Regions from separate parts of the Triticum aestivum genome. Here region 1 is linked to region 2. The links are chromatin contacts, called in public Hi-C maps. All regions are on one chromosome and are shown on one strand. The core of a region is the stretch at or near the end of the contact, and the rest is flanking DNA. Distances in the headings are between cores, read along the strand shown.

The links. Hi-C and Micro-C count contacts between places; a contact is called where the count stands out from the background.
Region 1: a Hi-C map of leaf shows a contact between it and region 2, with 4 times the contacts expected there. The contact joins the enhancer-like site here to the promoter of LOC123096004 in region 2. A contact is called at or near these places in 2 of 5 Hi-C or Micro-C datasets (both in leaf).

Annotation. Positions count from the first base shown.
Region 1 is chr4D:38,433,019-38,438,594 of IWGSC CS RefSeq v2.1, forward strand. No RefSeq gene overlaps it. Among protein-coding and RNA genes, the nearest start is that of LOC123096010, 79 kb to the right of the region's middle. Within about 2 kb of position 2,198, at least 7 of the 8 cell types and tissues checked have an H3K27ac peak or open chromatin away from gene starts, as enhancers often do. A contact at or near this core is called in leaf, where this site is marked.
Region 2 is chr4D:37,645,355-37,651,508 of IWGSC CS RefSeq v2.1, forward strand. It overlaps LOC123096004 (cathepsin B-like protease 2), which reads right to left and starts at 4,821. Exons shown (of 11, transcript XM_044517584.1): 1 at 4,638-4,821; 2 at 4,084-4,124; 3 at 3,912-3,992; 4 at 3,657-3,813; 5 at 3,506-3,510; 6 at 3,330-3,404; 7 at 3,102-3,227; 8 at 2,084-2,302; 9 at 1,752-1,865; 10 at 1,633-1,668; 11 at 1,241-1,530. The coding sequence starts at 4,710. The coding sequence ends at 1,402. It overlaps LOC123096003, which reads left to right. Exons shown (of 20, transcript XM_044517582.1): 20 at 341-921. The coding sequence ends at 532.

The DNA.
Region 1 (5,576 bases), core at 948-3,447, 790 kb after region 2:
GTCTCTCTCACCATAGCAGATCAACATTTCCTTGCACAGACTCCAACGCCGCGGTACCAGGCTACGTACCGCGTGAAGGCTAGGGACAAAAGCGGTAAACGACAGCGGGGCTAGCTCCACTGCCGCCCGAATGAGACAGCTGCTCCATCCGATCCTCGCATACGGACGACGACCAAGCGATCAGCGCGCGCAACCGCCCGGTCGGTCAGTCGGCGCAGCCCCCAGGGATAGCTCGACAGCTCGCCCGCCTCGGAAACGGCGCATTCCCTTTGCCCCAGCCAGCTAGCCGGCGGCTCGATCCACGCCGGCGCGCGCAGGCGCGTCGTACAGCGCCGGCAGAGCGCGCCTTGGATCCACCGCTCGCTCGCCGCACGCGGCACGGCAGGGCAGGGCAGGGCTGGGCCGCCTCAATTTCAAAAAAGTTCTCCGGCGCCAGTGGCGCTCAGCGGGCGCAGGCATGCAGAGAGCGCGCTGCAGCGCGCAGCCAGGCGGATCCTTTGGCCGGCCGGATCATCATCGGCCCATCATTCACGCAGCGGCAGGCATGTGGACGGAAAGGCTACGTACCTAGACAACGTGAACCCAGGCCCGGCCTCTGCCCCTGCACGGCGCCTGCTGCCGCGTGCTGTGCATCCCCTTTGTTTTGCCAGGGCCGGGCTACGTACGTACGCACCCGGCACCCTACAGAACGTAGCGGCAAACAGATTCCTCTGCGTCGCTGACAGCGCGAAATCCCACGCGCTGCGCCATCCTCCCTCGAAAACCGCTCATTCGCAGACGAATGCCCCCGATCCGGTAAATTTCCCGTGAGGAACTGCAGCATCGTATCATTCATCATTGGCCATTCATTTCATGCATGTCAAAAGAAGAAGAAGAAGGAGCCGCCGGCCAGTGCCACATCCCGGGTCTGCTCGCCACACCTGAACTTTTGCGATGTTTGTAGAGATAGATATCCCTCCCTCTAGACTCTGTACTTCTTCGTTCAGTCTTCGGCTACACCGTAGATGATCCCTCTGACTGTGTAGTTTTTTTTTGTCAGGTGTAGAGGAATTACTTACTGAATGCTGCAAAGGAAGTGGATGATGGGCCTGCATCGGATGCCGCCGGAGAGCTGCCAAAGGAGGCCCACACGCGCCACTTCGTTCCAGGCCCACTGCCCGAGAGCCAGCCCAGAGGGAAAACAAGCGCGACGCAACCACCAGCTGTATTTATTTTGGCACATGCACGCTACGTGTATATATACGCATAATTGCGTACAGATATTATATAGGTGGTGTGGTATAGAAACGTAGGAGTATATTGTTGGGTGGTGGTGGCCTGGGCATTTGGCACGTCGGGGCCGGCCGGCTCGGCCCCCCACGGCGTTCGGCTTGGCCGCACAGCTCAAAGCAGTTGTCCATCTCTTTGGGTCGGGGCGGGACCAGATACCCTCAACTCCAAGCTACACACACACACACACACACACCCGGCCCGGCTAGCTGCTCGCTGGTCCCCGAGTCCGACCCGGTGAACCAACCAGAATCGCAACAACAAGTTGGGAGATCTCCTGTGACAAGCCCCTCTGGCCTTCCATCCATCCCACCCAATTCCTCCTTAACCAAACCTCTTACTATTGTTCGTTCGTACTACTACGCCAAAGAGGAGATGGATTTTGATGGGAAACGAACGCACTTAAATACGCTCGGCCGGACGGTACCCTCCCTATTCTTCATCAATTACGTGCACGAGCATGGTCCATCCACTTAATTTCTCGCATAATTAGCCCATATTGTCGGGGGCTCAAATCAACAAAATCGTAGCTGCAGCCGCCGCAACCCATAAAATACGATTGTAGTGTTGCATGTGCACGAAGAAGAGTTGTGTATACAGAAAACATCTAAGCTAGCTCCCACATGTTAAAGGAAAAATAAGATATGTGGGTGCGGTGCGGGCTGCGGGGAGTGCATGCATATGCATGGCGGCAGAGCGGCCCACGTCGACGGGATGCCCAATCGCAGCGAGGCGCTGTCGGCTTTAATAATTTATTATGACCAGTGCCGTTATGGGCCTGCCCGGCTGGCCTACCACGGCGGCAAGTTGTTGCACCGGTGGTGTGTACGTACGTGATTCCCCTTCGCCTTCCCCTTCCCTCTCCCTCTCTACACACACATCGCTTTCTTATCTTTAGTACTCTCCTCTGTTTTCCCCTGTGGCACCGCACAGGCGAGAGAGAGAAGAGAGTGACAGCGAGATGTGTATATGCGGCATGTGTCTCTCTATGTGTGTGTGTGTGTGGGAGAGGAGAGGAGTTAAAAGGAGGTGAAGAAATGGGAATAATGGGAATGTGGGCCGGGGGGCCAATGGGCCATGCAATGCATGCAAGCAAGCAAAAGACCAGCCAGGAGGGGCATGTAGCCCTAGTGTCTTAAAAGGGCTGGGTGGCTACTGAATGAGTGTAGTAGCACTACTGACTTGACTCTGAGGAAGAAAGTGACTAACTGGAGAAAGATGTTGGGCATGCCGCCAGGTGCCATGGCCATATCATAGATATAATCACCACACCACACCACAGTGATTGAGGGCGCTGTGGGGGCTCATCTCATCCGGTTGCTCAGATCAGCTCGGATGCGGCAAACTGTGTGGGCCGCCGCCCTCTTGATAATGCTGGCTAGCTAGCTAGCTATGGGCCTATGGTGCCCACACCACACCGCACTCGTGGTGCTAGCATCTGACTATCTGGTATACATGTCTCATCTGCCCTACTCCAACAAGCAAGAATTGACCATTCAGAGCTCTACTTTACATGTTGTAGTTCATGCCTTAGTTTTCGCTTTCCATCGACCCCTGCGCTCCTCTCCCCAGATCGGGCCCCAGCTTAGCTTCTCACACTTGATTTTTAACACTGTCTGACTGTATTTTTTGTGTGTGGAACTGACTGAATGTATTAGGACTGCTATGGATCAGGAAAAAATCGCAATGGATAACAAATATCTAGCTATCGAGCGCTTGGAGTTATTGCAGGCATCTAAATTCTTCTGCAAACCAAGAATTGCCACTGGTACAAAACTGATCACCCTTCTTCCAGAGTGTCGATCGAATAATCGCTCGCTCGTATTGATTACGTTGACAAACTTGTCTGTCCAGATTGTTCAGGTGCACCAGATCGATCAGTCGACCCAACGAAATTATGAACAAGAAGAAGAGAAACAGTGACACACCATGAGCTTGTGGTCTAGAGCCGCACCTGCACCCTGAATATCTAACCTGAAGAAGAAACCGTCAATTTCGCTCCCCATCCCCGGCCCCGGCCGTCACATCGTGTGCCATGTGCCTGAAAATCTTGAGAAGCACGCACATTCGCTCAGGCACACGGACATATCCAAGCACAGTCGCCATCGCTCAGTACGTACGGGAATCGACCGATCCAGCTCCGATTAATAAGCAACCAAGTATCCATTCGATCATGTGTGGTTGTTCGTTCTCAGGCGGAGCGCCATTGCCTATATGGGGCATGCTGCCCCATAACGCTCGGTACGACACGATACGATCCGGCCTTGTTTAATTGGCAAGTGCACCGACGTAGTACGCATGCAGGGACCGGCCTGCCCCTTTCTTTGCAAAGAAGGGTTTCTCCAATCAGAGCCTCCTGCGAGGAGAAGGAAGTAACTCATCATTGGGCGCACTACACACGCCCACGTCGACGGATCATACAAAAATGTGGTGTATATGCAAAGGATTAAAGATAGATAGAGATATCAAAAGAGCCAATTAAAAAACCCGGAGAATCTAGAGAGCGAAAGACGCAAAGGAGAAAACCATAACGGCTCGTGATCACGCAGCGATCTCTCGATCAGTTTATCTTCCCTTTTTTCCCTCTTTAATTTGCAGCTGCAGATCGAGGACCGGTATATATGCATGCAGGAAAAGGCGGGTTTATGGGTCAGTTATGTCGTGTGTTGTGCCGCGCACTAGTGGAGAAAAGCCGCCTTTGATCCGTTCGTGGGGTGCGATTAGATTCGCTGATTAGGACGTAGTGATCGATCGACAAGGGCTAAGAAGGCTTACAAAATGTAGATATATATAAGTACCAGTAGATGTAATCAAGATGATGCCTACTAGCAGATGGTGCTGGATGATCTGGAAGACCGACGTCTGCCAAATTTGGCTTCGTTACTTGTGCATGCATATGCTGTTTGATCTCCCAATATGTTGCCAGCCTTCAAGTGCATGTGGAGTTGGCAGTTTCATAGTAGTAATGTTTTTTACTGGTGAAAATGATGTTATCATCTCTCTTTTAAGCAAATGGAAACTGCCATCCTTTTGGTGCACCTCGTTCCAACCTAGCTTAGATTAATAGCATTGTGGGAGTATTAGGTCATATCAAGGTACAGCTAACAATGGTATCACTTTCGTCCTTCGTTGACCCTGGTGCGGACAGCTTCATGCTACTTTCCTCGGGAGTAGATTCATCGAAAGAAGGACAATGGCGAAAGTGCTGGCTTGTCCGGGACTACCTGTCACTCTCGCGTGACAAGCGTGATTGGAGGCGTGGAAAAATAATGAGCAAAATATATCACCTGTACGACTTTTTTTTCTCGCAAAAAAAAAGAAAGAAGAGAGACACCAATAACTGGCGATCCTTTCATAGGGAGCTGCTCTCAAACCAACGTTTTCGTTCGTCAGGGGAGCAGCTCCCAGCGAACAATTCGGCCACCCAGAGGAGACCGCGCGGCGAACCTCCGTCGGGCCGGAGGCCCAGTTTACTGCATTTTTTATAAATGCCATATAAATAAATATTTTCTTATTATATAAACAGAGAAAAAAGAAATTATGAGCCGTGATATGAAACTGAAAATTGCCATGAGACTTTATAAAACTACCATGCTAGTATTACAAATGGCAGTAAAAGAAAATGCCACCTCTCAATATTAAAAATGTTGTCCCTCTTAAATTAATAAAAATGCCATCCTCACGATAATAAAAATTTCAATCCTATTATAAAATAAAATAATGCCATGCTCTTATAAATAAAACTGCTATCCTCTAATAATAAAATTACCATCCTCTTATCTTACAAATAAAAAATTCCATCCTCTTATAATAATACTGTCATCCTCTAATAAAAATGCTATCCTCACAAAAATAAAAATGCCATCCTATTATAAAAAACAGCATGCTCATATAAAATATAAAAATGACATCCTCTTATCCTATAAGCAAAAAATGTCATCCTCTTACAATAAAAATACCATCATCTTAAATAATAAAAATGCCATCATAAAAAATATTATAAAAAATGGCTTTCTCTTACAAAATAAAATTGCCATCATCTAATAATAAAAATGGCATCCTCTTATAATGAGAAATGATATCTTCTTATAATAAAAATGCCATCCCTCTTATAATAAGAAATGCCATCTTCTTATAAATAAAACTGCACCTCAGAAAGTAAAATGGAGAATTCCACACAAAGGACCCGAGGATTACGGCATACTGAAACATCGTCTTAACATTTTCAGCCCGACTTGAGGGGCTAGAATTTCACCATATCCCAAGGATAGGAATCAAGCTGCAGATATCCTTACCAGAATGGGCGC
Region 2 (6,154 bases), core at 3,571-6,070:
GAACATATTGAGTACAGCTTGCATTAAGTGGGTGAATAATGGCACTTAGATTATCTTCCTATTTTTGGAATGTTTAACTTCAGCTGCATACTTACAAGAAGTTTAGTCTAGAGCTTCTAAAAACAAGCATAATAGATTAAGTTGCACAACTTACCTCAAATAGACCAATAAATGCCACTTTGAAGAAGCATATATACTTAAAGTAGTGGTGATGTTTAAGCTAATAGACAATTTTATTGGCCATGCGGCAATGCCCTCCTTGTATATGTGGCCTTATAGTTTTGTGCTGTTAAGAGGGAAAACTGTCTTCTCATCTCATTCTTATTACTCCATTGATCAGATCTCAATTCAAAGGTGCGACGAGGATGGGGACAACAGGCTTCGGGTATGCTACTCCGCTTGCGAGTTGTACAATACGGCATGTGGGGCGGGTCTTGATTGCTCGGACCAGACCCTTTTTAGCAAGAGGGAGGAAGAAGAGAAGGGCGTTCCATGCACAGGATACGGCGAGAAGAAGTCTTCCTGGATATGACAACTTCCTGGGGAGCGCTTCTTCCCCTTATTACTCTGGCTGAAGCTCAGAGGTGTAAAGTATAAGCCGCATTGCCCTATCCATATTCATTTTCGTTTTTAGCCAATGCTTTCCAATTGTAGGATACGGAAAGTAGAGGTCCATTTCGCCTGGGCACCCGAAGATGGGTGCCTGGTGTCAGTATCTGGGTCTTCTCTTTGTTTAGAAGGTTAGTCTGACTGGAGGAGGCATGGAGTGGGAAGCTGGGTGGTGGGTGGTAGGTTCCTTTTTCTTCTTCGTCAGAGAATAGTGGAGGGAAGAATGTAAATGTTAATGTGTGTTGTAATCCATGACTACATTCTTAACAGAGCATTTCAATGAGAGAAGAAGACCCTGTGCTTTGCCTTGCATGATCAATGTTAATCTGATGCTCATATCCACACACATTCATGACATACCTGCCTTTTCTTGTCGAACCTAAATTCGTCAAAAGAGTGAATGCTAGTGAGCTAATGATAAAATGTTACCAACACGACATCTCATCGTTGAATAATTTTCGTGAGTGACACTTCTATCAGATTTCGCCGTTTTGCATCATAGTTCATGTGCACCGTTAGGGCCTGGCGGCTCAACTTGGATTCTTCCATTTTACAGTACTGTTCATCATGAGCTCATCTCTGCGGTACAGATCAACTTTGCATACTAAAAATGAAACATAGCACATAATGATTGAAGAGATGACATGCTTATGTTTTTATTGACATTATTATTCCCTTCTGTTTCTAGACAACATATCAGCATTTGCACTAGTGTACAGTATCCTGGAACCAGCAAAGCTAATTTAGTGGCTTCATTTGACATGCAAGCAGCTAATTCAACCGTGTTGGTGCTCAAAGTACGGCTGTTCCAAAGGCGACATCATTGTTTCTGGCCGTGTTCTTTGTCGAGGGCATACCGGCAGTAACATCTCCTTCGATACCACATTCATTCTTGCCCCTTATGATCTTGAAGTATCCGTCCTACAATGCATTGCCATTTTTTTTTATTAATTCAGCCCAATACTATGTTAACAACATTCACTGGTATACTTTAATAATGCGAGGAATTTGTCGCAAACTTACATCACCCCAGCCTCTGTTCCACTGATTTGCAAGAAGCTGAAAAGCAGAACACAAAGAAAACATATCAGGACTTGATCATTGGTTAACAAATAGTGTGATATGGGGAATCAACAAGATACCCAGTAATCCTCGCCAGCATCACTGGTTCCCCAACCGATCAACTTGACGGCGTGACCTCCCATCACGCCACCTGTGATGTGCTTGTACACTCCTGACTTGTAGTGTGCGAAGTCCTTCACAATTTGGCAGTACTAAATCAGCAACCCGAGAAATAAGAAACATTATTGCATGTTTCATTTCTCACTAGAGTGCCTACGTTAGTTGTTTCTAAGGTTTTGCTAATAATTTAGAGCAGTAACTGCAACCCATGGTCCGCCACGACTTCTGCTAAATAGCATTTTTTAGAACCTTGGGTTAAAACTCAGAAATAGGAAAAATACTAAAAGTTTACCTCATAAACGGTGAAAGCAACTTCTACAGGGCCATTTTTGTAGACCTCTGCCATGATATCATGGGGATTGGAATGTACTCTGTACGCGTTAACACTGAAATGCTTATTTTCCTTCCACACTTGGTTCTCCACCTTGCATTTCCTTTGACATTTTGGTGTAGGATAAGCTGGCTCGCATCCAGGATGCTGGCAACCAGTCTGATCGAAGTATGGATCGCACTGCCAAAGAGTGGTTTTTCTTTTCCGGGTAAGTGGTATGCCAAGCAGAATTTTATACAGCAAACAGGGGAAAGCGCTACTTAAGTAAATATACATTAATATGAAACAGGAGAAAACCCAAAATGATGAAGCTAACAAAGCAGCCGCCAAGGATGGACATGATCTAACTTTCGGCCATTGTAGGCCAGGAAAGAGAAGCCATATATGTGCATCGGATCAATTTTCATGAAGAACAATGGAAATTTCGACAATGGTTCATGTATTTTATGTTTCGTGGTAAGCTGCATTGCTGCAAGAATTTTCCTAAGCTTTAAACAAAGACACTTGTATTTTTTTTTCTCAAAGCAACTTGGGATGAATTTATATAATCAGTAAAACTGTAGAATACAATATGCTCGTACTAACTACTACTCCCTCCGTCCACTATTATAAGATGTTTTGGATATTTCAATATGGACTACATACAGACTGAAATGAGTGAAAAAACACACTAAAGCATGTCTACATACATCATCTTATAATAGTGCACAGAGGAAGTAACTCCCTTATGGCCTTATGTTTTGATTCAAATATACACTGTTAGAATTTCGCACCACATAGCATCTATGCACTAATTCAACTGTAAGATTTACAGAAGAATTTCAGTATATCTCGCATTAACAACTGCCGAGACGTTGAGTTTACATTGCAATGTTTGACATATTCCACACACCAACCATTTTATTAGATAACAGAAACTTATCGCTCTTGGAGGATCGGAACATTCAAGTGGTACAAAGTGGAAAAGTATCATATATACCTCCTCAGTGACGACGCCACTGCGACGGAAGTAGCGCCATGCGCTGATAGGATATCCTCCATTACAACCGCTACCACATAGAAAACCACAGCAAGCCAGTAGGTCATTGACCGAAAGTGTGACGCTCTGCAAGGAGTACAAACAGCAACTTGGTTATGTAAGGATAAGGACCAAACGTGCCTGTTTGAAAGTAGTTTGAGAGCAGATACATCGTTCATATGCACTCACCATGTTGAGATGAATACAGAAACGATCCTGGAGAGCTTCCACGGCAGCAAAGGCCCAACAGGCACCACAGTGACCCTGCCATTGTTAACCAATACATACATAATACCTTGAGCACCTTGCATGATTCAGTAAGCATTCATGGAGCTAACAATTTAAGGTAGTGTGAATATTCTTACTTGATCTGCTCATGAGATTCCGCGTTTTTCCAGTGTATTGGAAAGGTGGAGAGGAAATGGAGTGAGTCAAAGTAATCAAAAGGATGCAGGTAACCAATTTCTGGATGAAACTTGAAAGTGGGTCAACATTGGGTTATCTTGTTGAACTTACCAAGTATGTTCCCAATTGTGCTGCAACTGGACCATTGAGTTCTAGCGTCAAACTCCTTGGGGAGACCCACTGATTCTGGATGGGTTTTGATCGGAACACCAGCGAGCAAACCCGGAGGCGTTGGCTTCACTCCCAGGATATGCTTGAATTGCTCAATCTGCATGGAAGAGGGTGATTTTCAGGTCAGAATACAAGGAAGAAAAAAAAATGTTGCCTTGGTGACAACAACAGGAGGGCATTGCTGTTTAGTTTTACAGTGTAGTTTGCGAAGTAGGGGTTGTGTCCAGCCGTCCACCCGGCATTGGGATGCTTGTTGACCGTCTGAATGATGTCTTTCTGCGACAGTACAATACAACACCATATCATGAAGAGTAATACAAACAATAGATTTAGAGATGGTGTCAATTTGAGTGGGACTAAAAGTCACCTGGATGATTCCTAGGGAATGCTCTGCCTTGGCTGCTCCGACTAGCTGCATGGACATAGAGATGTCAAGCAAATATGTACTACTACCTCCTATCCAAATTAATTGTCGCAGCTCTAGTACAACTTTAGTATAATTTGGATAGGAGGGAGTATGTGATTTGGCTAACTGCGTAACATCGTGATCCTATCCATTCGATGTTACTTGCTAGGATCAGGTTTTTGTTCTTACGCGCACACACAAAAACAGAATTTTGTTTCAGAGCTACTCTATTCTACTTTCAGTTTCAGTGTTGGCATAAGCTTATCAGGGAAAGGCGTGGCCTAAGCTGGCTCGCCATCGAGCTCCAACAGCACGGCGCGGGAGGCCCCTCCGCTGCGGGTCCTCCCGGCGAGGACGGTCGGGGCCCATTAAGCTTGCGATCCTCAAAGTTTCCCTAAACGGAAAACCGTACCCTGCTAAATTGCTAATCTCCGCAAGTTTGGTAACGAACCAGACCGGATCTGTGAGAGTTGACTCGAGCGGCGACGGGATCGATCGGGGGAGAAGAAGCGAACCTGCGGGGCAGCAGCGACGGCGGAGAGGACGACGGCGGCGAGCAGCGCAAGGGAGACGCCCGCGCCCCCCCATCTTCCTTCTTCCTCGACGGGGAAGCAAAGCAAAGCAGGAGTAGCTGGCTAGCTGCTGCTGTCAGGAGAGTCGCTTTGATTCTCCTCTTCGCCCACGCAGCCTTTTTTATTGGACGGAGATGACGCGCGCGGTCCCTTTCCGTTCCTGGCCAATCTCGCTGCGTGGCGTGCGGCGTCAGCATCCGGCAACGGCGCGGGTGCTGCCACGCCAGAATCAACGGCTTGCTGTTTAAAACGTAGTACTAGTATATATCAGCTTTATTCTCTCTCTCTCTCTATTTTGCGAGAGTATATCATCAGCTTTATCTGCGTTGCTGTTGCTTCGGGGTCTCTTTGGTTGAAAATGATTTACAGGAGAGTTTTAGAGGATTCTAATTCTTATGATTTTTTCCCTGTGCGTGTTCTTTGGTTTGTAGGGTCATGTTTTTCTTCTTAAGACTCGTTTCATTTGTTCATACTAGATTTCAAAGGAAAATTCCCACACTCCAACCTTGAAGAATTTCATGTTTTCCCTGTGCACAATCATGCAGTGATGTGAAAGCAGCTCGGGCACCCAAACCCTCCTCAAACACCCAGGCGGCCCACTCGGTCACTGACTGGTCACGAAATTTCAACCCAGTCGAGCACCTCAAACGGACCCCAAACGCCCGGGCTGACTGGCACCTCTCATATCGAACCTAAATATGGGGCGGATAAGAGGGCGTTCGGGCGGGCCGGGCACGTCCATCACGTCGGACCCGGCCCACACTGGCCCACTCGACCCCACATATATTCCTTCCCATCCACTCGCCGGACCAAACCCTATCCACTTCACTCCACTCCCCTTTGCCCCCCTCCGCCACCCAAGCTCATCTCCAGCGCCGTCCGACCGTCTCCGGCACGACGGGCAGCGGATCCGAGTCCTTCACCTCCAGATCCGTCGACCCCGAGCTCATCCCACGCGGCCCAGAGGAGCAAGATGGCCATCCGGCTTGCGCTCCGCCGCTCCCGGGAGGAGGCCCGTGCACGGCAGCGCTCGGACTCCTTCCGTTGGAAATCCATTGCGTCCGCCCAAATGATGCATGGATCCGGCGCTAGGGCAGCCGTCGCTGCCTCGCCGGAGGCGGTGCGATATGTATGGCGTCTGAACGCGAAGGCGGACGCGCAACCCCTCCGTTGGCGCCGAGCATCGGGACGCATCATAGGCCTCGTTCGACGAGAACATGGCATGGCGTGCCCTCGTGCAAGGCAGAGTGAATAGTATAAAACTACCACAATTCGCGTTAGGGTTCCAAAAAACTACCAAATTTTTGTTCGTGACTAATAACTACCAGAATCGATGTCGGCTGTTTCAAAAAACCCAAATCAACCGCTGCTAAGAAACTAAGCCGGTTTATGACAGGTCGGGCCCGCACCTAAACAAGCCGTCCGTTTGACTGTTTGTGTTGACCGTTAACTGATATGTG